Regions from separate parts of the Anas platyrhynchos genome. Here region 2 is linked to region 1. A link is a contact called in public Hi-C data. All regions are on one chromosome and are shown on one strand. Each heading gives the region's core, a stretch centred on a gene start, on an enhancer-like site or on the middle of the called end of the contact. The rest is flanking DNA. Distances are from core to core; before and after follow the strand shown. Region 1 overlaps RIPOR2 (RHO family interacting cell polarization regulator 2). Region 2 overlaps LOC140001897 (a long non-coding RNA gene).

Region 1 (4,271 bases), core at 477-2,976:
TGCCTGCATTTGCTTGGTGTTTTCCCCTGGGCTTGGTATTTTCTCCCTGCTGCTGACACCTGCATTTTCTTCAGCAGTCCACTTCAGTATCATTCATACAGAATCTGGACAAAGCTCAAGCCTGCCTCCCCCAGCTGCATATTTACAGCATGTTCTTGTATTTAAGCCAAAACCACCCTTTTTCTCATGCTTGTGGGTCAGCAGCGTGTCCAGCTCAGCAGTAAGGGTACTGGAATCAGGATTGCTCTGTACTGCTTCAGTGGGCTTTTTGGGGGAAAAAAAATAAAAATAGCTAATTATATCTAAGGTTGAAGAGTCAAATAATTGTAAAGAGAAGTTGTGATACGTTTTGATTCACCAACAAAACCCTGATGCCCTCACTTGCTAGAGCGTCTTGCTGGAGGTTTAAGATCACATTTATTGTGCTTAGGTTCTGAAGAACCCTGCTAAAAGGCTGTGCTAGTTAGTCTCGAGTATGAATGGATGATTTTGATCTCCCAGAGGGACTGCTATGTGCTTCCTTTGCTGTGGTGTGGACTTTGCGTGCGGATGATTTAGAGCAGATTCTTCTCCCCCTCATGCTGCAGAAATGGTTTTGCTTTTGAGGCTTTTGAGCCCTGGGCTGGGTCAGCCAGTGGGGCCACGGGCTCCTCCTTTACTACTGAAAACCTGAGATACCTGAACTGGGGAGCAACCTCCTGGCCAGGACCATCCCCTGGTGAAGCCAGCAGAGGTTCCTTGCCCAGAGCAGCGCCTGCCCCTGCCTTCTGCTGACCTGCACCAGCAGCACCTGCTGTGTGCCCCGCGGTTTGCTTGTCAGCTCTGCTCCGAGCTCTGAGCCCGGGACTGAAACAACAGGAGCTGTTGTGGTACCTGGATGAGCTGCGTGCAATACTGCAGGTGCTTAACTATGGTGATGTCGAGGCTGTCGTTCCCCGTGGTGAGTGGCAGAGGGCTGCCGGCAACGCTGGTGCCGACACCCGTGTCCTCGGTGAGGGCTTCGCTGAGGTGGCCCCTGGCTTCGGGGTGCTCCGGCCTGTAACTGCGGAGGGAGGAGGAGGTCAGTGGGGGCCGGCGGCCGTTGTGGCAGACAGACACAGGCTCACGCAGCGAGACGGGCAACGAGCACGGGAGAAGAGCCGAAAGCAGCGCGCTGGGACCACACAGCCCTTGGAAAGCCAGAAACCTGGTGCTGAAGACATCATGTCACACGTGAGCAGTGGTACCCGGGTGCAGAGCTGGGTGGGGACAGGTCGCTTCCATGGAGCCCTGGCTCGTTTGCCTTGAGCAATGCCAAGTGAGCCTCTTTAACCTGCGGCTGCTGTCGCACGTTGGTGCAGAGCCCAGGAGAAAACACCCTTCTGCTGACAAATCTTCTCCCCCGCTGGCCAGGACGAGGCAGCGTTACAGCTTGTGCCACCTCAAGCACTGAGCTGCTGAGAGCAGATCGAGGCTATTGGCACCTCCCAGTGCCAAATTTAGGACTCATTGCAAAAAGAAAGGAAAACCACTGCTGGAGTAAGAGACATGATGTTTTCATAGGCCGTTTTAGGCACACTGTGTACAGCTGAGTTTGCCAGTAGTTTCTGTAAGAAGGTCAAGCTATTCTCACTGTGTTTTAAATCATTATTTCCAACTTTGTCGTGTACAAATGATCCTCCCTGTGTTTAAATGCAAAGCCCAAGGTCAGTCCCCAGACTGCAAGCGTGCTTGGCTGCAAGTTCAGAAGTGTCAGCACTTGTGATCTTTGCACTGAGTCACACACGCATCTAAAAATGGAAGCAGGAATCCACGCTTTCTGGGGATCAGCCCAAGGGGAAAAAATGGGATTTTAACTTCTACTTTAACTTAAAGGTTTTCATTAGTTTCCAAGTTAGCTTAACAGTAACTTAAATTTCCTTTGCTTAAGTTGAACTTAGGCTGAAGCGCCTGGTTAAAGCCAGATCTTAAATCCATGCAGACTGAACTGAGCTCAGAGTGCCAGTGTAGCAAGCAGCACAATTTTCCAAGTTTTTCTTCCCACCAAGTCTTAGTCTGGAGGGAGACAGCACAGCAAGATGGATGGGAACTGAATGGTCATTGCTTGTTTGTGCTCAAAACTGTTTTGAACAGGCCATGATAAGATGTGAGAAGTATCACTCCCTTGTTAGAAAGCATGGGATTTTAGGGAACCAAGTTAGAATTTGCCTTTTTTTCCATGTCTAGTGCCACATGTGTGCCTGTTGGGCTTCGTGTCAGTGCCGAGGATGCAAACATGCTTTTAGGATTTAATGATTGAAACACAGCATCTTACGGTCACACAACAATGGCAAACCACGACACAAAACAACACAGCTTTTTTTTTCTTTTCTTTTTCTTTTTTTTTTTTTTTCTTTTTCCCTCAGAAAGACCAGAAGTGATGAAAGAAGGGCAGGTAACACGCAGGGCCATGGACAGAGTACCAGTCATCACTCTTACATTCCAAAGGAAACCTACACCATGCTGCTTAAATCTGGCCCTGTGTTATTGTTATTGACAAGCTTAATCCACTGCAAAGACTCATTCGGCTAGAGAGAAAAGACAAAGGGAGGGGGGGGAAAAACCACAGAGGAATTAGTAATTACATCCAAGGAAAACCAGGTCCAAACCTATGTCAAGGAAGAGGCTCTGCCAGTGTTGATGTCAGCTTAATTTAATTCACCCATATGTTTGGGGGAAGTGGGGGCAGATTATGCATATTTGAACAGGCAGAAAATGATCCTGGAAGCTAAAGGTTTGGTATACAGCAGCCACAGGAAACCCTCTGACCCTATAAACTCCTCAAGGATTAGTTGGTCTTCCTTGAATAATGTGTGCACCGGGATCCTCTGTTAGTGACAAAGAGCTAGGGTATCAGTTTGGCGTAAGCATAGCTGGCACTTACTACAAACTTACCTATTCTTCTCAATCTCAGTGTCTGAAAATACTGAGTCTGCACCTCCTCCACCATTACAAACCTCCTCACCACCACCATCCTCATCATCAAAGTCAGAGGTGTTCAGGAAATCAAAGCTTTCTAAAGCACTTTCAACTGTTAGACTTAAACTGGAGGACCTGCTTCGGGTTACTGCTGGCTTGCACTGCAAAGGCAGAACGAACCAATGAAAACCCCAGATATTAGCTACTACTGAAAGAAAAATAAATAAATAAATGATAAAGCTTAAAACTTTAAAATTCTTCATTTTATTTTTTAAACTTCATTTTATTGGGTATTTCACTTCAAACCTTCATATTCATAGCATACACAATCAATGCCTGAGAACTGGAAAACCCTTCCCTTCCTCCTCCCCTCCCCATCCTACCCCCTCTCTTCCCCGAAGGAAAACCCTCAAAGGTGAGATTTGGCGTGTTTTATAGAAACAAGGAGTACATCTCGAGTCCAAGCGACACAGCTTTCAGCATCTTCCAGAAGGAGAGACAGTAGTTAATGCAATGAAAGGTGAAAAGGAAAGGCACATTCCATGATTTCTGTTACAGGTACAGGAGCTGAGTTATCTGTATATATCCAATGGCACTATTGAATTTGTTCCAGATGCAACTCTAGCAGAGCTTAGCCAGGAATGAGTTTGGTCCCATATCTGCAGATGGATGAGAGGACTTTTGTGGCCATTGAAGCCACGTGGCTTATCAAGGAAAAGGCAATCACACATCAGATGCCTGGGTGACAGAAAAAGGCAGTATCATAACCTGTGAATCAACAGCACCTAGAGAGGGGGGAAGCCATCCTATCTCACTGCTGGGAAGAAACGTGACTGCAGCCTTGCTGGTGCTGTGGGAAGTATCAAAGGCCCTGGTCCCATGTGGAGATTCATCCAGACGTGCCCATACACTTGCTTCCAGGTCACCTTGCAGGAGCAGATGATGAGTCAGTAACTTGAGGGCTCACCCTGTCGTTGGTTTGTGCAGTGACTTCTTACATCTTGAGCCCCACGAGACTGACCAGAAACAGCCAGGAGCCAGCGGTGCAATTCCAGAGTTGCATCTTCCAGTCCCGAGTAAGAGACAGGACTTTGCTTCGTCTTGTTAAAAAAAATCAAGTTGGCCTCCAAGTTCAGGCTCAGCTATCCCAGGCTTGGAGTTTTGTTTTTAATTTGTATGCACAAATTGTATGCTAACATTTACAATACTTGATGCCCTAAACTGACCACACAGTCTTTAACTGATCAAACATACTCCATGGCACCTCTGTAGGGGTTGTATCCCACCTACCCTGCAGCACGGATGGCTTCAGCTACTGTTCATTTTGGGGCTGG
Region 2 (4,271 bases), core at 507-3,006, 96 kb after region 1:
CTCTAACACTTTCTGGCCACAAGGTGTCAATCCTTACTCACAAGAAGAACTAATGGCTGGTACATTTCTCTGAAGTAGAACTGTAGCAAGTTTTAAGCTCTTCCAGGAGCAATGGCAATTGAGGAAATAGAAAATGAAAAGGCAGTAGATTGAAAGGATGAATATAGCCCTCAGCTGCAAAATCTCCCTTCATCTTGTAAGGACATCTCATGTATGCTTTGTAATATTCAATGAGCAGCTGCACCTACTTAGCTAATAAATAGATTAAATCAAAACTCAATTCTGTTGTTATATTTTTACAATGAGATATTAAGTAGCTGTACTCTCCTGAACATATTTATATTTAACAAACGTGAAAAATATCAGAAAAAATGAGAACTTTAGAGACATGTCCAGAAACACCTAACACTTCTGAATAACAAATCACAGAACAAAACAGTGAGGAAAAAATAAATGGGACAGGAAGGCCTTTAAAAAGTTTGGCACCATCTAAATGTCTCATAGCCAGGTTTTCAACAGTGCTTTAATAACGAAATAGCCTTTTGCCAACTGATGCTGTTTATACAGCATTTTGTCTTCAGAAATCCTAAAGGAGCAACTGAAATATATCAAAGATATTTTTCAATTCTACCATAGCTAATGGACACTGTATTCCCTGCAGGTTCATGTGGTGAGCATCATTTGCTCTGAGTAGCAGTCCTGCATGCACGTGTTCACCCTAAGTACTAGCATGGGAGTACAGCACTGATTTGCCCAAGAGGGAAAATACACATTACACTCCACGTGCGTTTTAGTGTTGGTTTCAACTGCTTGTTTCTATTCTGCTATATTTTTTTGACTCTGAGTAAGTGTTGAGTAGTGTGCGAATATGCATGAATTTACACTCTATGGTGTCACGTTGTTTTCTGGGGACTAGGGAGGCATTTTTGTCTCTCTGAGGACTCTTTCCTGGGTTGGCAAAAAACTGAAAGGGAAGAAAACTTTTCTTGTCCAGTCCACTGCAAAATAGTCCCTTTGCTGAGAGCATCAGCTGATGGCTGTGCAACCAGGATCTGGAGCTTGCCCGCAGGTCCCTTGATTGCCAGTGATGATGCATAAGGTGGAAGAAATCCAGCTCAACTGCTGGAGACTGGGCTGAGTTGGCAGCTCAAGAAAAACACTTTCTCCTTGAACCCAAGCGTGTTTCATGTGGAAATCATCACTAGATGGTAAACACTGCAAACTCTGAAGGGTCTCTGGGGAGCACAGAGCTGCAGTTCAGCAAGGGAAATAATAACAACTAGATGGGACTTCAAAGGGAATGAGGGAAAAAAATATATAATTTAGTGTCCTTGGTAAAAGCAAGGAGGCTCCTTAATCTGATGAAGCAAAAAGCTGCTGGGTTAATTTGCGTAAACATTACAGTGAATGCAGAGGGCTTCACCAGGCTACTTCCAGCCCCTCACATTTCCCTCTTCCCCTATCTGGCTACAGTGTCTGTGCTTGAAGGGTTGAGTGTCTCTTGCTGCCTCACAGCTCAGCAGGCCCATTACATACTGAATTCATTGCATTAAAAGCTGTGGCATATATTGCATTAAATGCTCTAGCGTGTTGCATCTCCTCAAGCTAACTCGTGTGTTGTGCACTAGTCCCTGAGCGATTCTCCTTCCTGCATGTGGCAAGGACATCTGGCACACTTTCTCCAACACTGAGGCGAAGGTTTTGTGGCTGAACAAAACTTTTCCTTGTTATGGAAACACTGCATCACAAGGGCCCAATTCCTTTGCTGAGAAAGGAAATGAGTCGGTTGGGTGTGTGCAACTGGGAAGAGTGAGGAGGAGTGAATCCTTTGTGTCTGTGGCCGTTTTTCCCCTCTTTTTGTTGAATCAGGGTTGTATAAATAAATCAGATCAGGACAGACATAGGATAAAATCTGAAGAGTGCCTCTATGTGTAGGTAAAGCACAACTAAGATCTGCTAAAGGTCTACGTGTGTCTGTGTTCACACTGACATGCTGACAACGCTCATTTTGCTGCTTATTAAACAACATTAATTTCAGATGCCATCTGATGCAGAACTGAAAATAGCTACAGCTACTCCCAGAGCAGCAGCAATAAAGTACAGGCTGGTGGAGCTGCTAGCTTGCTGGGGAACATGCCTACAGCACTGCCCTCGGACAGGTCTGGCTGCTCCACTGGGTTGGGAGGAAGCCGTATTGGTCTTGTGGCCACTCTGTTTGCAGCTGGGGTAGAAGAATGCTGCATCTCAATGTTTTCAAATTATATATATATATTTTTTTTTTTTTTTCTTTCTTTCCCTGATATCTGAACTGTCTCAGTCTATAATAAACAGCCCACCTTTTCCCACAAAAACAAACAAACAAACAAAAAAAAAAACAGGTTTCTCTTTTCCAAATCCTGTCCTTCGGGCATCCTGCTATCACTGCTGCAGAGCCCAGGTGCCCTGCTGGTTTTTCCACCACGGCCCTGACTGTGCCGAGCTGAATGCTGAATTAGCTTCTCAACTTTTATTTTCAGCCAAAACCACAGTATGCTACCTCTGCTTCCTTCCAGCCCCGTGTGCAAGTATTGCAGTATGTATATTGTACCGCCAGCTTACTGTTTGGGCTATTTTTAAGAAGATTGTTTCCAGCTGTCACTCTCCAGATTTTGCTTTTGAGTTATTGCAAGCTTTACCCTTTGTGTTTCAATGTGCTGCAGTTGAAAGAGTGGTAGGAAAAACAGGGGACCATCTGTCTGCTTGCAGTACACGGAGCAGCACTGCTGCTTCCTTCGTGCTGCCTTGAATGGAGCAGGTCAGCACAGCTCCGCTCCAATGCCTGGGGACCTTGGTGGCAGCCAGCATGGCTCCTCGTTTCCTATGGACCCCTCAATCTGCCACATGCTTACAGTCAGATCTGTAATCTGCCTGTATACCCATCAGAAACACACTAAATAATCTAATGGAGGTAGTATGACAAAGATTTTAGGCTTCTGTCATGCTGATTGTAAATGAGAGTGTGTGTAACAGTGACCCAGGTGTCCTACAAGGAAGCTACTTCTTTGTAGAAAGCTACAGGAACATCTAGCTATTGCTTTTGTTTAAGGTAATAAAATGATCTCAGGAGCCTCTGTGTGCACAGAAACCAAGAGGCTTTCTTAAGAGTAGGCTAAATAATAATAAACTGGTCATGGACAGTGGTAAACCACAATCCTCTCTAGGAAATACTCTCTGCTGCCTGACTCATTCAGTATCTCCCAGCGAACTCCTCTTCTGCTGCGTGTTAACTGAAGTAACAGCCTAGGTATTTGACATAGGGGAGCAATGGAATTTTCCAAAGCACAAAATTTAATGGGTTGTTACAAAACAAAACTCGCTTTTGACCTCTTGCTGAAGAATGTGGAGCTAATGCTTTCTATCAGCAGAGAGCTGTTAACGCGCTGAAAAGATGACGCTGATTCCTTGATGGGGCTGCAAATGAATTAGAATGAGGGGAAGAAAATTGTCATCTCGTACTGAGCACCTCATAATTTTGCTGTCACTTGAAGAGCTAAGATTACTGCCAGCAGCAGATAATACACAGCGAAAGGAACCAAAAGAAACAAGTTGGAGAAGAAGGGGAAAAAAAAAAAAAAAAGGAGGAGAGCACTTGTGCAGTGAGGCAGGGAAGGAAGAAAGGGTAATAAAAACCTGTTCTGAACAGTAAATTAGCCACTTGGAGTGGACTGAAGGCTGCTAAAATCTGCTACGTTCTTTCTGTAGAAATGAAGAAGAAAAAAAAATAAATACCCAAAGTCATCCTCAATGCTGTTTTGTTTTACAGTACATAATCATAATAAACCAATACATTTGTGCTTTGAGAAACTGCGTTAGAGGAAATGACAGCCAAGGCTGGTGACAGGGGAAAATGCTTCCAAAAATCTCTAATCAAATCCATGAGCAGGTTTTGAGTCCACCATGGGAGTAACCATTCCATAATTGTTTTCAGAGATCATTTGAGCACTTGAACTTGATTAGAACTGGTGCTCGTATGCTAAAAGCAAACTTCAGGCTGATTGTGAAATACGCTGTCCTTGTTGTGCTGCTTTATTATGCAAATCGTCCAGAGGGGGAGCAGAAATGACATGATTTGACCTATGTCACTGACTGAAAAGTGCAGATAGCAAATTGCGAATGTTACACCCAGCTATAGGGTTCTGTATTTTCCATTTCTATGTCCTGACCTAGATAATACAGTCTTGTTTCTGCTGCCCTAGCTGAGAGGTGTCTGTAACAGATCAAAATGTGAGATG

What was found. Hi-C and Micro-C count contacts between places; a contact is called where the count stands out from the background.
Region 2: a contact with region 1 is called in a Hi-C map of skeletal muscle, with 2.2 times the contacts expected there. The contact joins two enhancer-like sites. A contact is called at or near these places in 4 of 8 Hi-C or Micro-C datasets (liver, skeletal muscle and subcutaneous adipose tissue).

Annotation. Positions count from the first base shown.
Region 1 is chr2:62,561,760-62,566,030 of IASCAAS_PekinDuck_T2T, forward strand. RIPOR2 (RHO family interacting cell polarization regulator 2) reads right to left here. Exons shown (of 22, transcript XM_038173984.2): 14 at 2,476-2,546; 15 at 874-1,042. It overlaps LOC119715776 (a long non-coding RNA gene), which reads left to right. Exons shown (of 3, transcript XR_005263188.1): 3 at 1-767. Among named protein-coding and RNA genes, the nearest start is that of GMNN, 23 kb to the left of the region's middle. Within about 2 kb of position 1,727, at least 4 of the 8 cell types and tissues checked have an H3K27ac peak or open chromatin away from gene starts, as enhancers often do.
Region 2 is chr2:62,657,680-62,661,950 of IASCAAS_PekinDuck_T2T, forward strand. The region is part of intron 1 of LOC140001897 (a long non-coding RNA gene); the gene reads left to right. Among named protein-coding and RNA genes, the nearest start is that of CARMIL1, 9.7 kb to the right of the region's middle. Within about 2 kb of position 1,757, at least 5 of the 8 cell types and tissues checked have an H3K27ac peak or open chromatin away from gene starts, as enhancers often do.